2 separate regions of the Mus musculus genome follow, and region 2 is linked to region 1. A link is a contact called in public Hi-C data. All regions are on one chromosome and are shown on one strand. The core of a region is the stretch at or near the end of the contact, and the rest is flanking DNA. Distances in the headings are between cores, read along the strand shown.

Region 1 (6,265 bases), core at 748-3,247:
CACTTTATACAACTTACATCATTCCTGGTTAACATGCTAAATGACTGCCAAACTATGAGATATTTTGTCCTGTGGGATATTTTTTTATTTTAATAGAGAGTAAATAACAATTTTTGGAATAGTGGAATTTCTAGCATGAATATTCAGAAAAACACAAATTTATATCATAAAGCATTATTGTTTTTTGTTTTAAAGACTTATTTATTTAATGTGTATATGAGTACTCTGTAGCTGTAGAGAAGGTTGTGAGCCATCATTCAGGACCTCTGCTCACTTAGGTCAACCCCCCCTTGCTCTGGTCTAGAGATTTTATTGATTATTATATCTAAGTACACTGTAGCTGTCTTCAGATGCACCAGAAGAGGGTGTCAGATCTCATTACAGATGGTTGTGAGCCACCATTTGGTTGCTGGGATTTGAACTCATGACCTTTGGAATAGCAGTCAGTGCTCTTAACCGCTGAGCCATCCCTTCAGCCCCACAAAGCATTATTCAATGCACAAAACCAGCCATTAAAATTGCAGCTCCTGAAAATATTTAGGGAAGAAAAAAGTTCATATACCTGTATAAAGCCTTACATTACATTAAATTGCAGATGAATCAAAGGTTTTTTAGAGGAAAGTGTCTTTTGAAAGTAATCTCAGGATAGGAAAAGCCTTTGTACACCATATAAGGAAGAAATTATAAAAGAAAATGTGAGTAAATTTAATCTCATAGAGTAATTAAGCAATTTTTAATGTCAGGATAAATAAGGTTAGAGAACAAAGTGAACTAGACCTAGGCACAGAGTTCCTAGAGATTGCTGCTGTTGCTGGAATGGATATAACCTGTGGAGAACAAAGTGGCACTTGTGCCAAAACACAGAACCACTGGCCGATGACATATGGTGACATTGTTTATGACATTCTTGAAAAGAGAAGTACAGTACATTCTTTTAAAAAAAGAACTTACTTTTCAAATGTTATTTGTGTGCACACAAGCGTGTGTGTACGCATGCATGCCTCATGTATGTGTGTATATACACATGTGCGTGAGTGTGTGTATGCATGTGCATGTATGTGTGCCTGTATGTGTTTGTGCCATGTCTGTGGGTGCTAGAAGAGGCCAGAAGAAGGTACCAGATCCCCTTGGATTAGAATCATAGGTAACTGGGAGCCATCATGTGGATGTTGGGAATAAAACTTGGGTTCTCAGTAAGAGCAAAACACACTTTTAACTGCTAAGCCAATTCTCTGGCCATATATTCTGATTTTAAAAACGGTTTTAAGGTGGAGAGCTAGGTATAGGTTGGACACAATTTTGCACATTGTGTTATGCTATGCAACTGGTGTTCATGTAAAAGTGGAGAATATCTCAGTGGCCACAGATTCTGAGCCGGGAGACAGTGACACTTTTCTCCCTTGTCTATTTGAATCTGTACAGTCGTGTGGCAGATTCGATATTCAATAAATGTTTGGTGGAAGGAAAGGTTCAGCAAAGAGCAAAAACGGGAAGAAAAGGGAAAGCATTTGGGGGGCTAACATATGAATAGTGCTTGATCCGTTTGGGGTCATTTTTCTGTTTTCCCCGTACTGTTGATTATCATTTAATGTACGGTTTAAAGTCCATTGATAAATGAAAGCTTCACAGAAAGAAAGCTATGTGTTATCATAGAGTGGCGTGAGGCTGAGGAGAGAAAGCCTCCACACAGAGAGCAAGGGTAGATTTGAGTTTCGTCTGCAGTTTAGTTTAGTTCTCTCTCTCTGTCTCTCTTCTGTCTCTGTGTCTGTGTCTGTCTCTCTCTCTGTCTCTCTCTCTGTGCTGTCTCTCTGTCTCTGTCTCTGTCTCTGTCTCTCTGTCTCTCTCTCTCTCTCTCTCTCTCTCTCACACACACACACACACACACACACACACACACACACACACGAAAAGTAACCATTTCATCCTGCCGTAAGAATGGAGACCACAGGCTCTCAACTTGACAGATGGTGCTGAATCTCCCAAGGCAGCTTTCTTCTGGCAGCAGAAGTCCCTGGAACAAGCTGACCCCACCTTAGCCTCCCTGTTGAGAATCTGCTGGGTTCATCCTGACTGCATTTTCTGTGCTTTGACCTACTTGCTTTTCCTTGCCTTCCCCAGCCCCAGCCCCAGCCCCCGCCCCCACCCCCCACCCCCCACCCCCACCCCCGCCCCCGCCCCCACCCCCGTCCTGCCCCCCCCCCCCGCCCGCCCCCTTGCCTCCTCGGGTAGCCTTTGCATTTCCCCCTCAGTTGTTGATTTCCATCTTATTCGTCCTCTGAGCACAGCATCCAGTTCTAGTTTCTGCAATACAAAAAAGAAACACGCCTGTCTGCCAGGAGAGGAAACAGGATGCTGAAGGGCTGGTTTGTCCCACACAAAGTTCTTCTGTCTGGATCCCCTCCCAGAATCCTTAGGAGAAGAGACTGCTGCCAGTGGGGTGGGGATATTTCAGAAGGGATTTGGCAAGGCAGCGTTTGATTTCTCTCCCTACTGAGGACTCACTCGGGCCAGATTACAGCAATGCAGACACTTTGGGGTTTGCCCTAAACACCCCGAGGAGCCAAGGCTGGTACTCACTGTGTTATCTAGGCTGGTTGCAGCCAGCCAGGCTCCTGCCAGGCTCCAGCCAGCCCGGCCAGACACTCACAAAGGCCTTCCAACCTGTCCCCTAATGTTCACACAGACTACCTATTTCTTTGAGTAGAAACTGAATTAGCACTGGTCATTTATTTATTTGTTCATCTATCTATCTACTTATTTATTTATTCATTCATTCAAGTCATAGGCTTAAAGAACGGGAGTACGTGATAAATTTAAGTCCTTCTGGTTTGGGGGGGGGGGGAAGCGAGTAGTGTCGGGGTTCTGACCACACACCGGACTCATTCACTTTCTGCGCTCTCTGGATAACTGTAACACGGGATTCTGCAGGCATCGGATGGAAAAAAAAATATTAAAACACACCTTTTGATTGTACAGCTCCTGTGGTGGAAACTAAGGCCAGAGACTTAACCTCCTAAATTGCCTGTCTTCTCCTAGCCAAACAGACAAGATGGAGGACGTTCACAGATAGAAGGGAGGGTCTCAGAGTTTCCACCCGTTTTGTGTTTGTGAGTGTAACAGTTGTTCTACGTGTCATTTTGTGAGTCTGACTCACAGTTCAAGCAAATGGTCTGGGGTGTCCTTCCCATAGGAACGTGTTTTTCTGTTAGTCGCCTCTTCCAAGGACAGAGTTTTATCTTTAATCTATGAAAAAAGCTCTTTTCTGCTCTGAGTGTTCTGACTATGGGTCTATTAAGACACTATTTCCCCATATTTATTAAGATCTGTTTTCCCATAATCAGGGGTTCCTACGGGCATTTCTGGTAGAGGAGAGGTGAATGTGGGTCTCATCCTTAGTGTGCCTGGGTGCTTGTGACAAAAATCTGACACAAAGCAACTCAGGCATTTAGGAAGGCTGGTAGGGATCACAGGTCAGCCGGAGAATAACCCCAAAGAGCTGTGTTTTAGGAAGAGGAGCCAGCGCAACTTTGGAGGACTGGGTGTCCAGAGAGTGTTGAGAGCTGTTTCCGTTATTATTCTTTTTCAGTGGCCCATGCTTGTCCTCTCTGTGTTTCATCTGCTCTTTAGTGAAGGTTTAAAGCTGGCCTTCACCATTGGTGTGAGTTGGCTCTGAGGTTTACAGGAGAAACTCATCCAAGAATGCCCAGACCCCTTAGATGATATAATGGTGTAGTCTTGTGTCCAGCCCGTACACATGTTCCTGCATACTTCAAATCATCTCCAGATTACATCTGATACTCAGGACCACATAGGTGCTGTGTATAAACAAACTATTTGTTTAGGAGACTGTAACCATGTTCAGTAAAGGCGCACTGTTTTTCTGAATATTTTGATCCGTGTTTGACTGAATCCCGTGGGTTGAAGCCACACACTTGTGGCATGCAAATCTGTGGCTATGAAGAGTTCACACCATTCTAGTCTAAGCTGGAAGCAATCTTTTGCCATGCTGGGGCCCTGAGGAAGCATGAGCCTTCCTGTCGTGGGGTAGTTACCATACCAGGCGAGCGAGCTGGGTCCTCTGATTGGTCCTCTTCTGGTCGGTTCTTCACAGCTACAGGGAGGGTTCTGACCAAAGTTCTCTCTCTCTTGCAGATTTCCCTGGCTGTAGGATGTTCCTCGGAAGCCCATGGATGTCCTGAGATGTCCTTTATACTTTCAGGCTTTGCTTTGCATCCCAACTGAATCTGGTTTTCCTAGCCAATTGCTTGTTCCCCTCTATCTGTTCCTGACCCATTTATACAGTCGAGCCCTACATAATATGTCCCTCCACTGTGACATCTTTGAAGAGTCCTCCCTCATCCTTCTCGGGCATTTCCTCTACTTCTCTACAACTTCTTGCTCAATGTGATTGTCTGTATATGCTTGGCCCAGGGAATGGCACTATTTGGAGACATGACCTTGTTGGAGTAGGCGTGGCCTTGTTGAAGTGTGTGTGGCCCTGTTGGAGTAGGCGTGGCCTTGTTGAAGTGTGTGTGGCCCTGTTGGAGTTGGCATGGCCATGTTGGAGTAGATGAGTCACTGTGGGTGTGGGCTTTAAGACCCTCATCCTAGCTGCCTGGAAGCCACTATTCTGCTAGCAGCCTTCAGATGAAGATGTAGAGAACTCTCAGCTCCTCCTGAACCATGCCTGCCTGGATGCTGCCATGTTCCCACCTTGATGATAATGGACTGAACCTCTGAACCTGTAATCCAGCCGCAATTAAATGTTGTCCTTTATCAGAGTTGCCTTGGTCATGGTGTCTATTCACAGCAGTAAAATCCTAAGACACTCAATTCGATGTAGTTCTTAGTCTCACTTAGAATTGGTGTGGAAGAAATAATTTCTTTTCATAACCAGCAGCCTCTCCTCCTCCAGACCTTGAGATACACTGGGGTCAGCTGTCTTCAATTTCACACCCAGGGTGCAATGCAGTCCCTCCCTGCCCCTTCATAGATGTATGTAGAATGACGGGTAACTCTTAGGAGTGGAAGGCAAGGAGGAGGAAAAGCCATTTAAATCCATGTTTGCATGCATTTTAGAAAAGACTTTACCAGCTCGGCTAATTCGAAAGACTGTGTCATCAAAGCAGGGTGTGTTGGAAACATCGTTGTAAATCTGAGGGCAGCAGTTGGAAGCAAGCCTCAACATTGTATTTAAATTAATTAAGTTGCACCTAACAGCTGGTATACCAGGAGGGCGCTTAGAACAGCTGAATGATATCACCAAGGATAAGAAAATCCCAGGATTTCGGGCAGAAAAACGTGCGTTTTGCATTTTCCAGGTAGGACTGATTTGAAACATTCTGTCTCGTCATCTTCTTAAGCCTATTAGCCTTGTTAGATTCTTTTCCAACGACATCTGATGTGGAGAGACAGCGTAACAGTAGGTGAAATTAATCTGTCTAGTTGCTAACCGAGGAAAGAGACAGGAGAGGGAAAACTCAGAGTGAACTGAATGGAGCCCCAGGACTTCGACTGACCTGAACCCGTGAGCTTAGAATAATCCCAAGGAGAGACAAAGCGAAGCCAACACAGAAGTTATTAAATACCCAGAATCACCACATGACGATGAGACACTGGAACATCACAGTTTACGACAGTACGTAATGTCATAAACAGACGCACACACGCACGCACGCGCACGCACACGTACATGTACGCATGCATGCACAGAGCTTTCCCTTCTTTTCACACATATGGAGACCCGAGACATCAAGTCATGTGACTAATTTTCAAATGTTGATAAAAGCTTGTAATTTTAAGAACAACAAAATAAAACAAAAAACAGCTAACCTTTTGGCTTCTGATGATAGGCCAGTGGCTCTCAGCCTTCCTAATGCTTCAACCCTTGAATACAGCCCCACATGTTGTGATGTCCGTGAATGAAATTTGTTTTCATTGTTCCTTCATAAGTGTAATTTCGCTACTGTTATAAGCTGTCATGTAAATATCTGAAGTGCAGGAGATCTGATCTGCGACCTCCCAAGGGGGGTCTCACCCCCTGGTTGAGAATGAGAGCCACAATGCCATGCTAGATGGTCTTATGAGCTGCTGTGCTGATTCACTGTTCTTCTCCTGCCTTCCTTCCTCTTTAGATTCCGGCCCAAAATAGCTCTGAAGTGAAAACCGTGTGAAGGCTTTTTAAGAAAAGCTTCCAAAATCAGTTCAGATTTAGAAGTCTTGGCTTGTGAAGGAGTTTCTCAGGAAAAGGTGCTGGTCTAACTTA
Region 2 (5,989 bases), core at 2,445-4,944, 230 kb before region 1:
TGCAGTTCCAGTCCCCCAGATAGTCTCCTGCCCCTCCCCTTGGTCACACACCCTCCTTGCTGTGAAGAGGTAAATGGTATTTAAGTTAAATACTTGATCGTGTGTTATTTGGAGATGCTCAGGCATCAGGTGCTGAGATGACTAACCCCTGACACTCCTACTGTCTTGTCTAGGGGTGTCTTCCTCTGGTGTTGATGTTTGATATGAAGGAAGACATTGAAGTGGACCCACAGGTCATCGCACAGCTGATGGAACAGCTGGACGTCTTTATCAGTATTAAACCAAAGCCCAAACAGCCGAGCAAGGTTGGTCTAGAGTCTGCACCCGATGAAGCATCTGGAATAGCCTTCCCTACCCACTCTGGTTGTTCATTTACATGGGAATAATTTCTGATACATATATTTGGCTATAAGAGTTACATTTGTAACAGTGCCCCCTCCGTTATCTGCCTCCATTTTCTTCATGGTTTTTGATTTTCATGTTAGTTTTTAGTAACATTGTTTTTCTATAAATACAGGAGAAAGAAAAGTCTATTTTTTACCACATCTGACTTGGTAATTTTGACAAGAGATCAACCAACCCAATCAATACACAGGCTAACGAAGCAAACAGACTGTTAAAAACAACCAAACCATGATGTTCAAATGGCTAGCGAACATAAAACTGTTCAGCCTCACTAGCCATCAAAGGAGAGCAAATGTAAACTCCATGAAGATCCCATGTCACCCCAGTCAGGGTGGCAGTCGGCCAGGTGCTCGTGAGGGGGTGGAGCAAAGGAAGTGCTCCCACACTGATGGTGGTAACCTAAACCAGCCAAGCTGTTAACGGAAATCAATACTGAACTCTGTCAGAAAGCCAAAGCAGACCTACTGTGTGAACAAGACACACCACTTCTGAGTATTTATTGGAAGGACTCTTAATTTGCAATCTGCTGACTACAGGCTGGTTGCTAGGGAGTAGCTAAGGAGACTCATATGTTAAGTGTATGCATGTGTGCGCATGTTCAAATCAATTTGCAGAACGTCCTGTGCTGGCTTAGCGGAGCTGCTGCTTTTTCTGTTCTCTCCTTTTCTTTAATAAAGCCCATGAGTAATGAAAGCTCTCAGCCGCCTTAGCGCCTTCTCTGTCCAATGCTATCTGGTAATTTACATGGACAGTAAATGCGCAGTGGGAGAAGTCTGATCTGAAGTGCCCTGAGAAAGCAAGAAAGGAAGACTGTTCATGCATTAATATTGTGAAGCCTGCTGCAGCTCCTTTAAAGCCTGGGACCCTGGGACCTCACCAGTGGTTGTCACTGGCAGCCATTGTGCTGCCGCTGTGCGTGCTGAGCAGAGGTGAAATGAATTGAAGGCTCTCAGAGTGGAAAAACATGTTAGGTAGCAGTACTTACACTCTTATATTTTCCAAATCACGAAGCATTGGCTGGCAGGGAGACCTGGGGCGGTGTGGGGTGTGGGGGTGCATCCCAAGTTCACCACTAGGAGAGAAAGCATGGCTACGAAATAATCCAGGGGGTTAACAAAAGTCACATGCAAAATTGTCTGTGTTCCAGGTATTAAGTATGACAATGTTATATTAATCCTCATTTTTTTCTGAATGTTTAAAACTTAAAAGATTTATAGACTGTAATTAAATTTTGAAGTTTGTGGAATGTTTTGAAGAACAGCTGAGTTTTCCCTAACTTTTTTTTATTTTTATTAAATGCTGGTTTTTAATTGCTTTATAAAGTCTAGTGAACGGACTTAGCAATGTAGAGAGCCACTGCTTTAGTGCAGGGGAATGTATCATAGAGTAAAAAATAAACCAGTAATCATCCGACTTGGTTTGGGCAGCTGTAACAGTGCCACAGAGCAGGCAGCCATGGATAAGGGAGTCTGTAGTCATGGACGCCAGCCAGCACAAGATTCAGCCTGGACCAGCTTTGGTGTCAGGGTAGGACCTGGGTCCACATTCACAGGTGCTACTCCACTCTCTCATAGAGAAAGGTGCTTGCGTGCTCTCTTTCTCTCTCTCTCTCCCTCCCTCCCTCCTTCCCCCACATCTCTTCCCTAATTCTATTCAGTTTTTTGTGTGTACACATGTAAGTGCATGTGTGTATGTGTGTGTGCACATGTAAGTGTATGTGTGTGCATGTGTGTTGATGTGTGTATATATGTATGTATGTATATGTGCAAGTACAGGTATATATGGAGATGTGCGTGTGTGTGTGTGTGTGTGTGTGTGTGTGCGTGTGTATCCATGTGTCCACACTCACGTGTGTAAGCCACAGAAGGATGTGCAGTTAGATTCTCGAGTAGGAAGTCCTGAATTACTAAGGTAGATAAATCTGCCATACTTTACTAAAATTTCTAAACCAGAGATGCCATCTTGTGTATAGAATGCTTTATGTGTATCTGTCTTGCATATGATTTCTACATGAGTAAATGTGATATTTTCTGTTCACCTGGAGGAAACAACCACACTTATTATTATTTTATTTTTTAGAGAAAACTTTAAAGCGCCCCAAGACTGGGGGAGCAAGGTTGAGTGAGTTCAGAGATTGAGACCAGGCCATGGGATTTAGACATCATAAAGCCCTGTTTGACTAACTTAATCACAAATACCATCAGTTCAGATTCCGAGAAGGGCTTGGCCAAACAAAGACAGAAATAAAAAGAATTCCAAGAGCTCAGGAGAAAAACGAACCTATGTTAGGCTGAAAGAAATTGTGTTTTGATGGCTGGATTCTAAGTACTACTACTACTACTACACACACACACACACACACACACATACACACATACATATACACACATACATACACATATGTGTTTATATATGTATACATATGTATATATACACATGTATGTTTATATATATACATATATATGCTTAGACATTTAGTATATAAAAGATATATAAATTATATAATTCTATATGTATATGACATATACATATAGGAAGTAAGGAAAATTTATATATATACACAATTATTATTATTTATAAAATATATCATTATATATAACATAATATAACACACACACATATATTTCATAAGATTTGCCACAGATGTGGTCTCACTGGGGGTTGGTGGTGCCTAGAGGTACGTCAGCTAACCATTAGACCGTGTATGTTAAAAAAAAAAAGAAGCCAACTGTAACTGTGCAATCTATACGTGATGGTGGGTTTGATTTGGCTTCTGCAGGTAATGAGGTGGTGAGGAGGAATGCTTCAGTATGAAGCCCAGAGGCTGTGTAGTGGGGCAGCTGGACTTTGACACCAAGAATTTGCTAAATTTCTAAGCATGCCTGGATAGGAATCCATACCTTAAAAGGTTAGGTAGGGATCGGGACCTGCATGCTGGCTGCCCACAGCATCATGCTCTCAATGGTTTGCAGACACATAGACACACACACACATACACACACACACATAGTAGGTGGGGACTCACGTTTTACGGGAGTGTCAGGAGCAGAGGCTGATAGGGGGTGGTATCCAGCCTCCTGTGGCCACTCATTTACATTTTCATTACCCTTCTGTCATTGTATGCCTACCTCAGTGTCATCTTTTTTCCCCCCATTATGTGTTTTCATAGTCTGTGATTGTGAAAAGTGTTGAGCGAAATGCCTTAAATATGTATGAAGCAAGGAAGTGTCTCCTCGGACTTGAAAGCAGTGGGGTTTCCATAGCAACCAGTCTATCCCCAGCATCGTGCCCTGCCGGCCTGGCCTGTCCCAGCCTGGATATCTTAGCTTCGGCAGGCCTCGGACTCACTGGACTAGGTATAAAGTTTATTATTACCACTGGGGAACGGCTTATCGGGTTCCCTGCCCTTTTCTACCATTGTGCTGTGTCTAAATTCTATTTTCTCCTCTGAGCCCCAAAGCCCGGTGACGGTGACAAGCAACCGGGTCGGGACCTGATTCATCTGGCCTGAGTTTTTTCTTTTGTTAGCCTCCGTGGTTTTGGGTTGCCCAGATTCCTCCGATGCCAGTGTAAATAATCGCAGCCTGCCTGCTCTTGTTCTCCGTGGCGCGTGTTTGTTCTGCTAAATTAAGAATGCCATCGAGATGGAGGGGAGCCGCTGACGGTGATGGATGCGCTCTGTGTTGTCTTGCTTTGGCTGTACTGCCCTCCCTCCCTAGAGATAAAGATCCAGTTTGTTCCAAAAAGTAATTGCAAATCTGGAGGGCAGCTAGAGAAGGGGGAGGGGAGAGTCCCTGAACCCACTCCCCCACCTCCCATTCCCCTACCCTACAGCTAGGCCTGATAAACCCAAGGCCAAGCCAAGCTTATACCACTCATGGAAAGTGCAGTGAGTCCTTGCTGATCCTGAAATAGTGCCCTCATCTAGAAGACCTTTCTTGTAAGCTGGCCAAGAGCTCTGTTAGCATTAGACCAGGCTTACCATTTTCCTTCTCGTTTCCCAGATGCCTTCATGTATAAGGAGAGCACAGTAGGTCACATACATAGTAGGATGGGCTGTGTTAGAGCTCACTGGTAGGATGCACGCATGAAGACCTAGGTCCGATCCCCAACACTGAAAGACGTCATGTGTGTAAAACCTGTTTGGGCTCCAAACTGTCACACTCAGACACTACTATGGTGATGCAGGTTCTTCCTCAACCAAAGCTGTCTCTTCCACACAGGCCTGAACAGCCATAGCAACACAGCAATACTGTGGACTGGGACGTCCTGGTGGACTTACAACAGTTCTCAGCCTGTGGGTCGCAGCCCCTTTGGGGGTTGCACAACCCTTTTGCAGGGGCTGCCTATCATATATCCTGTATGGCAGTTACACCAAGATTTGAAACAGTAGCAAAATTATAGTTATGAAGTGGCAGCAAAATAATTTTATGGTTGGGGGGGCTCACCACAACAGCAACTGTATTAAAGGATGGTGGCATTAGGAACGGTGAGAACTGCTGACTTAGAAGGGGCCCGTTTTATTGTGTTCTAGTTGAGAAAGTGGTTGGAGAAGCCGAGTTCCCTGAGTGGAGGAGAGGTTTCCTTGGCCACCCAGCTCCTATAACACTGACCCATGTGCACTTCAGAAAACACACAGAAATGAACATCATCTTTTAGACCCCAAATTCCCAAAGGAGAATCTCCCTGGTTACAGCAGGCGCTAGGTTTCTTGAGAGCAGAGAGAATCCAGCACAATCCCTGGGCAAGTTTTAGTCATTGGGTTGGAGCCCACAGGAGTCAGTGTGTGCTCAGACCCGCACGCAACCATCTGGTCCAGCATCCTGTGTACGAAGTATCAGCCAGCCAGTCTACCACAGGAAAGGCGCTCCTAGGCGCTGCCGCTCGTGAACGCTTGGGAAGGGCTCTGTTGGGAAGCTGATACCAAGTGAGTCAGGGGAGAATTAAAAAACAAAAAACAAAACAAACAAACAAAAAAACAAAAAACAAGCTTCTGCTTGAGCTGAGGTTCGTCCATCCTAGGTTGTCAGCGGGCTTGTGTCTAGGAGTTCTAAGTATGGCTGGCTGCTTGTGCTAGATTGGGCACACCGGTCTCCCCAATCTTATGGCATCTATTGTCTATTTGAGGACGAGCAAATTCCATGGTTGGAGATGTGGAAAAGGCAAGATTTCACGGGAATATCTGAAATAACATCAAAAGAAAAAAAAAGCGAAACAACAAAACCAAACCTGTCACTCGAATGTGACAGATTAGAAAGCACCAGGTTCTATCGATGCTTGTTCCACAAGACAGTATGAGTGGCGTCCCTGTTTTTGAATCTTGAACGTAGGTGTATTTGACTTGGCTTTTATTCTTTACAGGTTTATTGGGGCCCACCACATTGTCGCTCAATACGTCAGCCACCCCAAACTCACTCCTGAATGCTCTCAACACTTCGGTCAGTCCTTTGCAAAGTTCAAGTTCTGGTACTCCCAGTCCTACACTGTGGGCACCCCCAATCGCTAACACTGCAAGCGCCACAGGTTAGTGCCCCTTAAAGCATCAAGAAGTGGGAATTCATAGATACTGCCCTTTTTCTTTCTT

Evidence for each region. Hi-C and Micro-C count contacts between places; a contact is called where the count stands out from the background.
Region 2: a Hi-C map of cortical neurons shows a contact between it and region 1, with 2.6 times the contacts expected there. The contact joins two enhancer-like sites. A contact is called at or near these places in 6 of 484 Hi-C or Micro-C datasets (cerebellar granule neurons, cerebral cortex, cortical neurons and 3 more) and 1 of 9 other capture datasets (embryonic stem cells).

Annotation. Positions count from the first base shown.
Region 1 is chr10:70,713,418-70,719,682 of GRCm38.p6, reverse strand. Gm33979 (a long non-coding RNA gene) reads left to right here. Exons shown (of 3, transcript XR_380559.3): 3 at 4,153-4,434. Among named protein-coding and RNA genes, the nearest start is that of Gm33979, 24 kb to the left of the region's middle. Within about 2 kb of position 1,997, at least 91 of the 459 cell types and tissues checked have an H3K27ac peak or open chromatin away from gene starts, as enhancers often do. A contact at or near this core is called in cerebral cortex, cortical neurons and stem cell-derived neural stem cells, where this site is marked.
Region 2 is chr10:70,947,711-70,953,699 of GRCm38.p6, reverse strand. Bicc1 (BicC family RNA binding protein 1) reads left to right here. Exons shown (of 21, transcript NM_031397.3): 9 at 174-305; 10 at 3,575-3,761; 11 at 5,767-5,928. Among named protein-coding and RNA genes, the nearest start is that of Gm24486, 69 kb to the right of the region's middle. Within about 2 kb of position 3,694, at least 58 of the 459 cell types and tissues checked have an H3K27ac peak or open chromatin away from gene starts, as enhancers often do. A contact at or near this core is called in cerebral cortex, cortical neurons and stem cell-derived neural stem cells, where this site is marked.